Regions from separate parts of the Triticum aestivum genome. Here region 1 is linked to region 2. A link is a contact called in public Hi-C data. All regions are on one chromosome and are shown on one strand. Each heading gives the region's core, a stretch centred on a gene start, on an enhancer-like site or on the middle of the called end of the contact. The rest is flanking DNA. Distances are from core to core; before and after follow the strand shown. Region 1 holds the start of LOC123091654 (protein ZINC INDUCED FACILITATOR-LIKE 1). Region 2 has its middle 14 kb from the start of LOC123091652.

What was found. Hi-C and Micro-C count contacts between places; a contact is called where the count stands out from the background.
Region 1: a Hi-C map of leaf shows a contact between it and region 2, with 5 times the contacts expected there. The contact joins the promoter of LOC123091654 here to the enhancer-like site in region 2. A contact is called at or near these places in 2 of 5 Hi-C or Micro-C datasets (leaf and an unstated tissue) and 1 of 1 datasets of contacts at active chromatin or transcription factors (leaf).

Annotation. Positions count from the first base shown.
Region 1 is chr4B:174,843,029-174,848,118 of IWGSC CS RefSeq v2.1, forward strand. LOC123091654 (protein ZINC INDUCED FACILITATOR-LIKE 1) reads left to right here and starts at 3,235. Exons shown (of 19, transcript XM_044513240.1): 1 at 3,235-3,500; 2 at 4,247-4,290; 3 at 5,032-5,090. The coding sequence starts at 3,307.
Region 2 is chr4B:174,696,109-174,700,781 of IWGSC CS RefSeq v2.1, forward strand. No RefSeq gene overlaps it. Among protein-coding and RNA genes, the nearest start is that of LOC123091652, 14 kb to the left of the region's middle. Within about 2 kb of position 2,618, at least 1 of the 8 cell types and tissues checked has an H3K27ac peak or open chromatin away from gene starts, as enhancers often do. A contact at or near this core is called in leaf, where this site is marked.

The DNA.
Region 1 (5,090 bases), core at 1,985-4,484, 150 kb after region 2:
GCATTTCCTTTACCTTTCTTCTTTTTCAAGTAATGGATATTCTCATAAGCGATCAAGACATTGTCTGTGATTAAGCGTGCCGGCACAAAGGCACTCTGTTCTTCAGCAATAGTCTCATCTAGAATAGGCCTGAGTCTAAGTGCCAAGACTTTGGATGCAATTTTGTATAAAACATTGCATAGCAAAATCGGTCTATACTGACTAAGCTCCTGGGGTGACTTGACTTTTGGAATAAGGACAAGTACGGTACTGTTAACCACATCAGGCATAACTCCTCCCTCCAAAAAATCCCGAACAACTCTGCATATAGCTTGTTTCAAAATATTCCAATGACGGATATAAAAACCTGCAGTAAATCCGTCCGGCCCAGGTGATTTGTTCGGATGCATACTGAAGAGAGCTTGCTCAATCTCATCATCTGTGACCGGGGCACATAATCTCTCATTCATATCTGTTGTTACTTTTGGAGGAATCCATTCCGTGACCACTTCCGGCCTAGAATCCAGCTGAGCTGTAAACATCGCTTTATAGAACTCATTGGCACTCTTCTCAATCTCCTCTTGAGACGTTTTAACCGTACCATCAGCACACTTTAGTAATTTAATTTTGTTCCTTCTGAACCTCTCCTTCGCACGAGCGTGAAAAAAGGCAGTGTTCCTGTCACCATCCTTTAGCCAATCTGCTCTAGACCGCTGCTTGGACATCATCTCCTCTCTTGACAGCAACTCTGAGATCCGCCGCATCAATTTCCTCTCCTCTCCTGTCGGACCTGTGTACAGAGTATTAGCACGCAGTTTTTCAAGACATTGTCGCATAATCTTTAGTTGACGTTTAACCGAGCCAAACTCATCCATACTCCACTTCTTCAATTTATTTCTTACTCCTCCCAACGCACCATGCACTGAGGCCATATCTGACGCACCATCAAGCCAACTCTCCTCTACTGTTCTGTCATATGTTTCATGTCTTGTCCAAGCATTCTCGAAACGGAAGGGTCTCTCCATAGCATTTGAATCAATCCACTCTGATTGTTTGATGACAATTGAAAGAGCACAGTGGTCTGATTCTGTTGTTTGGATATGCTGCACCCCTGTATTGTCAAACAGCTCCATAAATGTTTCATCCACCACCGCGCGGTCAAGTCTGACTTTGATATTATCCCTGCCCTGCTGCCTATTATCCCATGTAAAGGGGAGTCCAGAGTACCCCAAATCACATAGCTTGCATATCTCAACTGCATCCCGGAACCCATCCATCTTCCATTCCTCCCGTACATTACCACCAAATTGTTCAGAGGCATCCAATATCTCATTAAAGTCCACTGCAATTAACCATGGTATGTCATATTCCTTGCGAAGGAACTTCATGAGATCCCAGCTGAGCTTCCTACGAGATCGTACCAGTTGACCATAGAACCCCGTAAATCTCCACTCCCTCTCTCCCAGCAAGTTATTTTGTAAAAACACATCAATATGTGACTGGCTGTATGAATTTAAAGAGACCGCCGAGTCATTATTCCATAAAAGGACCAAGCCACCACTCAGTCCTTCACTCTTCACACCAAAAGCATTACTAAATCCAAAACGGAACTTAAGATCTTGAGCTCTCTTATCAGACAATCTGGTCTCCGAGAGAAAGACCAGTGACGGGTGATGCAGTCTAATCAAACTGCATATCTCTTGAACTGTCTCGGGTCGCCCGCACCCCCGACAGTTCAAACTCAAGATATTCATTGTGCCCGGCGGTCCTCCCCAAAGGAGGCCGCCGATCCTGCATAATTTGTAGCTCCACACATCTTCATCGTCCTTCTGGCGTTTACTTCCTGACGTCGAGCTAACCATATGTGACTGACCCCCTGTCGTCCATATGGAATAAAGGCTCCTGTCAGTGCTATACGATCAATATCCTCTGCTGTACTTCCATCATCCAAACCATCTTTTCCCATCGGCAGTCTCTTGGCTGATCTAGAGTTGACTAAGTTTAAGTCTTCACCATCTTCTTTGTGCCTCGCTACTGTTTCTTTTGAAAATTCCTTTCCCTCATATGCCCCCTTCCCAGCAGCAGTAATATCAATAGGCCGTGCCTTGCCATCTCTTTGAACATCAGCTTTAAACACTTCTCCCAGCCAATCATCCATATCTTCCCCAAAATTATCATACCTCATATCCATTGGCATGGATGAAATCATCGATGTGGATGTCACTTCACCAGGGTCGAAGATAAAAATAAGCATAGGATACCAACTGTGCCATCCAAATTCCCTTGCTTGTCTTCCATTTTGTTCACTGTCAATGTCCCTGGACAGCAGAGTATTATGCTGACAAATACTTATATCCTGAAACTCACCTCCCGTGCATCCTATGATCATCACCACCTTAGATTCCACCCTTAAATGAGGAATAGTCTTCACCAAACTCATAAAACTGCTACAATTTTTATCAATCACTTTGTCTTCAACAGAGAATTGCTGAATCTGTTCAGCTGATACTTCTTGATCGAAGACAACCATCGATACAGGAGGCGCAGAGTACACATGAACAACAAAACCGCGGCCCTCCACAGATTGTTCCTTACCAACAACTTCCAGATCGCGGGAATGAAAGAAAGCTGCCGCTCGAGCCCTCATAACTTGTAAGCATCGCCCCGGGTCGCGCGAGCTGCGGACCAAATGCAACGCCCGCGTCCTTAGCTGATGTAGGACCATCGAATCCAATCCAAGGCTCCCAGGCACCATTCGTGTGGAACCAAGAAGGTCACTGGGTCTCCATGATGTTTGGTGCGGAGGTGTTTGCTTCACCACGACAGAGTACGTATAATGTAAGCTGACGTATATTACGTGTCCGTTGTGTGGTATGTAGTCACGTGGCCTATTGCATTGGGCTATGAACGATGATACCGATTCGCGTGCATGTTTTGATTCGCGTTCTTCCTTTGAGAGAGAGAGAGAGAGACAGTTGAGCGTACATGCACTGTATGTGTTTACGGTGTTCCATTCCAAAAGGAGACGTGGCCGTGCTCCCTCCCTCGCATGTTTGGTTTGGTTTGGTTTATTTATACATTGGCGGATCCCGATTTTGTTTCCCTGTTGGCCGTGACGGATCTGGTCGGCATGGGCAATTGAAACTTGATCGCCACGGAAGCACAGCGAAATCAATTCTCACCCGTCTCAAGCACGTGCGGCTTCATAGGGATCATTGTTGGGTTCGCATCACTACATATAGCCTAGCCCCAACAACCTCCCTTCCCCACCCCTCCCTCCCTCCCTTCCCTTCCCTAGTTCAGACTTCAGAGACCGCAGCCGTAAATATGGCGGAGCAAGACCGCAATGGGCGGGCGGCGGCGGCAGAGTCGTCGGTGCCGTTGCTGGAGAAGAAGGCGGACGGCGTGCTGTACGTGGAGGGCTGCCCCGGGTGCGCGGTGGACCGGCGGAAGGCGGCCAACCCGGGCATCCCCTACGGCACCTTCATCTACGTCTGGACCGTCACCCTCTGCACCGGTCAGTACACCACCACCCTTCATCCCCGATCTCCGTCCTGATTTGGTCATCAATCAACTGGTTGCGCAAATGCATCAACGCTTGGTTGACTGCTTGATTTGATTGATTTAATTCTGCGTGCGCGCTAGCTGGGCTGCATCCACGATTCAACACAAGCCAGTAATAAAAATAGGAAAAAGGACAGAGTTGCCTAGGGAAGAAAAATAATAATCAGAACATAGTGTGCTCTACTAATTTAGCAACCCAGCTAAGATGTACAGATAAATTACAGCTGATTAGCTCACTAGTTGACTGGAGTAGAGAGAATGTATCATACTTTAACCAGGTTGTCGCATGTACCAACAATTAACCGAATTGGAATGTTTTAACCAAGAGAAATCAGGGTGAAGCACCACGGCTGCTGGTTGAACCGATAAAAAATTGGGTCACCCCAGTACGAAATTGGGACCATGTAAACAAGATTCAGTTGGACTACTATATAATCATAGATGTCAATTCAAGTAGGTACACAACACCTAACAAGCCCATGGATCGAATTAAATGGCTAGCTGGCCAGGGCTTACACACCAAACAATTAATTAAAAAACATTTTTATATCATGGGACATTTTTACGCCATCTTTCCCCCTTGAAGGCAAGAGTAAAAAAGAGAGGGTGAAATGTAGTATCAGGGGCTGTATGCATGATTTGGTTGCATTAGTTGTTGAGGAGCATAATTTGATGGGGCAACTGGTCACCGTCATACTACGAGGGAGGGAGCAGTACCAATGATCTGTCTGTCCTGTGTGGAGAAAGGCGCAAGTAGACAAAACACGCACGCACTTGCACTGTCCCAATCACATGATCCCGTCCGACTAGCACAGTACTACTACACAAGATTTATTTTTCCGATTGATTGAATCCGCTGTTTCTGGACGACAACGTGCACGTCTTGGGCCACGAGATCCACGAGTTTTTCTTTTTCTTTTCTTTGGGGGAGTTGCTCGTTGTTTTTTTGAGGCTGGCAAGGGAGGGGAGGGAGTTCCACGAGTTGGATTTCTCATCCTCTCCGTCTCCGGTCTCTGTAGTAGTACCTCCAGTTTTTCTTTCTTCCAAATCCAAGCAACCCCTTTGCCTTAATAATTGTGCAACGGAAATTCTAGTCCCTCCACTTGTTGTCATCTCTGACGTCAGGGAGGGAGGGAGGGGACGCGAGGATGCGACACCGAAACGGACCTGCCTGCCTGCTTGGACCGGGGCGCCTCACTTCCCCTTCCTTCCTTCCTTCCTTGGCTTTCTTTTCTTTCTCTATATCTATTCGCGCTCGCGCGTGTGGCAAGCAAATTAAAGCCGGAATGCCATTGCCACGCCACGGACGGCACCCGCTGCGTGCCCGATTTCGCTTTGCCGTTTCTCCATTCGGTCGGGTCTCCCCCAGCCGGGGAAAGGCGGCGGCGGCATTGCGCTGATTGGCCTCGCTTCCCAATCCCAGCTCCTTTTATCTATCTATCTATTCTGAGGTGAGGGGTGGGGAGGAGGGGATTGGCTGCCTGCAAGCAATGGCGGCCAATGAGGAGGAGGAGGGGACTTCGCCGCTGCTGATCAAGGCGGAGCGC
Region 2 (4,673 bases), core at 1,368-3,867:
TGGGTTCAATTCAAAACATTTGCAAGAATTTTTGAATCTCACATCCACCCCCCTTTGGTCGATATACTCTCAGCCCAACTGCTACCTTGCAATAGTTTTGTATGTTTTAAAACATTGTGAAGCTATGGGCAACTAGAGAGTCAATATCTAATGTTAACAATAAGTAAGAAGAGGCATCACTCATCTCCTGTGTTGAGCTTGACGTCGCCGATCACAGATCCGCTCGTCGTTGGTGACCATGCCATCATGGAAGGACAAGAAGGAGAGCACAGACGACGACTTCGACATGGCTAGTAACATGTACATGGACATGTGGGTAAGTATCTTCCGCACCTAGGGTTAGGGTTCTTCGAAATTTGGGGGAAATTTGATTTGAGCTATGTTTTGCATTGATTTGAAAGTTTTCCGGCTAATGTTCGTGCTAAGCGATCTAGGAGACCCTTGACATGATTCCCGAGCCACTATATTGTGGTGTTGTTGTGGATGAATCACCCAAGTGTATGCTGCACCAGATGAGGCCGAACAAATGTGTTGCCTTTGATGAAATTGATACTGGAAGGAGATTCCTTGGCTGCTCTGTGTAGGTGAGTTAGCAGCCGATGAAGCTTTTGTGGAATTTAATTTTCAGAGCATTGTTCGTTGACAGTTGTGACTATATCTTAGTATGTAGCATGTAACTGAAATACTCAATTGAAATGGCATGTCGCTGGATAACTGCATCATCATAACCTAGTATTTTTTTGTCTGACTCCATTGATAATAATGACTATAGTATTATTTATTAACGAGATGATGTATGTTGTGGTGGCAAGACTTGGGGGGGGGGGGGGGTGGCATGGTTCCAATGGAGTGTCTTTTTTTGTTGTTGAAGAAAAGACATCTAAAGGTCATCTTAGATCTAATATGTTCTTTAAATGGATGTATCTAGCACTAAGTTAGTGCTAGATGCATCCATATATAAGAACCCTAACCCTAACCCTAACCCTAGGTGTGGGTAAATATCTCCCTCCTTCTTTCTTCTCCACAAAGTTGTTTCTTTTGGCCAATACATGCAGGATGAGAGGAGTTATTGTGGGCTGCATGCAGAAAAAGGAGGGGAGGAAGTTGCGTGTGAGGGATTAATGAAGTACTATTCCCAATATTTGCTTCTCTTTTTATGCAACAGCCTTGATATGAGAGATTCAAAATTTAGGCCCTGTATAGATGGAAGGAGGGAGTAAGTCATTTTAGAAATTTTAATATGGACTACATGTGAGACAACATGAGTGAATCTACACTTTAAAATATGTCTATATGCATCCATATATAGTCCGTATTAAAATATTTAAAACGACTTATATTTAGAAACGGAGGGAGTAAATATCAGTGAAAACAATAGTCGGTTCAATGGACAAACAACTGAACGGGTAGTAATAAAAATATAAAAGTACATCCCCTTGGAGTGTCTTTTTTACCATTAAGAGTATGCAACTTATGGATGCTGGCCACTAGAAAGATAGTGGATACTACTCCCTCCGTTCGGAATTACTTGTCTCGAAAATAAATGTATCTAAAACTAAAATATGTCTAGATACATCCATTTCTGCGACAAGTAATTCCGAACGGAGGGCGTACACAATTGTTTACTTGACAGGAGGAAAAATTGTGGCCATCCATCCCTTCCCTTGGAGATTAGTGAGTGTTCTTTTGCTACTTGCTGGAGTACTGTGTAATTAAGTAATACAATCAGAGTGGTAGAGTCGGGTTTTTATAGCTGCTCTTCTCTCCTGCGAAACAATCGCATCGTCGTGATTTTGTGTAGGGCAAAGGTAGGACGACAACAAACATACATATATATATATATATATATATATATATATATATATATATATATATATATATATATATATATATATTCAGTTTTAGAGTCAGACTTAAATGACAACACATGCCATAGTAAGTACAAGTGGTTGAAACTAAAGAGCAACAGAGACGGAGAGCTGACGTAAGAGCTGACGATGCACGATGTTTAGAATTCCACGAGTACATCGAGCCCCGTGCACGGCTCCATCAGTGCTTTCTGAACGACGACGACTCGCTTGTCGCGTGGTACTGTACTAATTAACTGAATGGGGGAATGTCTCAAGATAAGAAGAAAATAAACTGAATCAGGAGAGTCGATCAGGCCTGGGCGGCTTAGAGGGTGCTTGGATACGTTTTAGTCCCATGATTAAAAGTTATGAAACTAAAACTTGCTAGCCTCACCCATGCTTGGATCCAAATACTAAAAAGACTAAAATCAAGTTATTGAACATTTATTATCCTCCAAACCCTCCAATTCAGAACTCACATGTGTTAAAGGATAGGAATTAAATGAGGAGAGAGAGGGCTAATAAATATTTTAGTAGGTTTCATATGACTACAAAAATTTAGTCTCAAGACTAGTCCTAGCCTCTTTTTAGTCATGGGTGCTTGGAACTTTAGCCTTTAAAAGAGACTATTTTTAGTCAGACTAAAAATAGTCCCTTGGATCCAAGCACCCTTTTAATATGTCTGTGCAGTGGTACATGTCTATCCATGTCAATTCGTTGCGGCTGGAGCTAATCGTGACCACATACACAATGTTCAGTTGTACTACAAGCTGTCGAGATCATATCTAAGTACTCCTTGTCTCCTTGAGCACATACTGAATCAGGAGTAAGTACCTAGGTACCCTCCATCCAGAAATACTTGTCGGCGAGATTGATGTATCTATATGTATTTTAATTTTAAATATATTTATTTTTATGTATTTCTCTGACAAGTATTTTTGAGCGGAGGAAGTAGTATAGTTGGTGCTGAAATTCAGCGTTTCATGGAAGCACAAAAATCAGGCCGATCGAATTGATTTCAGTGTCACTGTACTTCTTTGCCACCAAAAACTCGTTTTCCTTTTCTTTTTCTCAAGTTGAATGGACCAGAAAATTTGGCAAGCTTTCACGCGCTAGCCTGTCCAGTAGTATGATTCGTTTGGCCTGTGCGAAAAATGAATCTATCTGCGAAATGACAAAACCCATGTACGTACTACTACGTCACATTCACAAGATTCCATCCAAGTAGTACTCGCTGGTCAATGCTTAGTCGTCAGCCGTGCTAGCATAAGCATCCGTCATATAAATTCAATGTATCTGTCAAGATAGGAAAACACCTTGCTATGTTTTAGCCGATTCAAATTTTGCTGCGCGAACAGTATTCTGAGGCTCTGAGCTACTATTAACGACATTATTTGTCCTTTTACTTTGAAGCAGCGTTTCGGCTTTCGGTGCATCTGCACCCACATGTAACAGTAAAATCATTAAAAATAGTTTTAAAAAAATGATATTTTTGTTATGCGAGACGCTAATGTGCATGAAATCCGTGGCTAATTTTGTGAAGTTTAGACATTTTAGTAACTCTAAAAAAATGATAAATTTCGAGCCTGTAAAAGCTTTTGAAAACAACAGTGTTTGAAACTTATTTTGTCTTTTTTGCCACGAGCTCCTCAAATGCCAATTAGCCACGAAATTTTACAGACCCCTGGCGTACTGGATCATCTTGCATCCAAAAAAATTCAGATATTGTTGATTTTTTCTATTACTTTTTTACTATTCACCGGATGAAGATAAACCTGGGCACCGAATTAAATATCTGCTTTTGTATCCCCTATTAGTGGTACATACATGATGTACCAATATTCAAAAAACATTACGCATTTCCTCATTTTCTTCTAATCTTTTTGCTACCCAGTTACGCGAATGGAAGCACAGAGTCCCACCTAAGAGCATCTCCAACAGGCACCCAACGCGCGGCGCGGTAAAATCTGGTTTGCGGCACGCCCATCGTCAGATTTGGCGCGACGCGCAGCCCTGGCTCCAGTAGCCGCGTTAAAATGCAGCACGCGCGCGCAGCTCCAGCAGAGCGCTAAAATGCAGCGCGCGCGAGCAGCCGGCGCATCACATTTGTTCATTTTGAACACAAAATAAATAAATTTCACACATCAACACAAAGCACATGACATATAATTTGAATCACAAACATCATTCAACCAAGTTCGTGCCCAAAAGTTCATGCCCACAAGTTCAAATTCATGCCCACAAGTTCATTCAACCAAGTTCAAAATGCAAACCAAGTTCATGACACAAATGAAAGGCACAACAATCAAGCCTCGTCCTCGTCTTCATCCTCATCTTCCTCCGACTCATCTGAAGACGATTCTTCCTCCTCCTCTTCATTGTTGCGCGCCGCATCCTCATCACGTGAAGCTCGGAAGGTGTTGCCAAGATCTTCAACGGCATCTTCATGCGAAGGTGGCACACCGGCGCCCGGAGGTGCACTCATGCCCCAAATGAGAGACGTAAAACTCATGCCACCCATGCCACCCATGCCGTCCAAGCCGCCCGGAGGTGCTCCGAAGCCACCCATGCCTCTCATGGTCTCCATGGTAGCTCCAAAGCCACCCATGGCACCAATGCCACCCATGCCGCCAAGGCCACCGCCACCCATTGCGTGAATCATGGCTCTTTTTTGGATCAAGACTTCTTCACGGGCAAGATTGACATACTTCTTTTGCGCATCATTGAACAAAGATGTGTCCAAAAAGAACAAGTGCTTCTCCCATCCCAACAATTTAGATCGCTCCTCCATGCCCACCTTCCTCTCCTCCAATGCCACTTTCC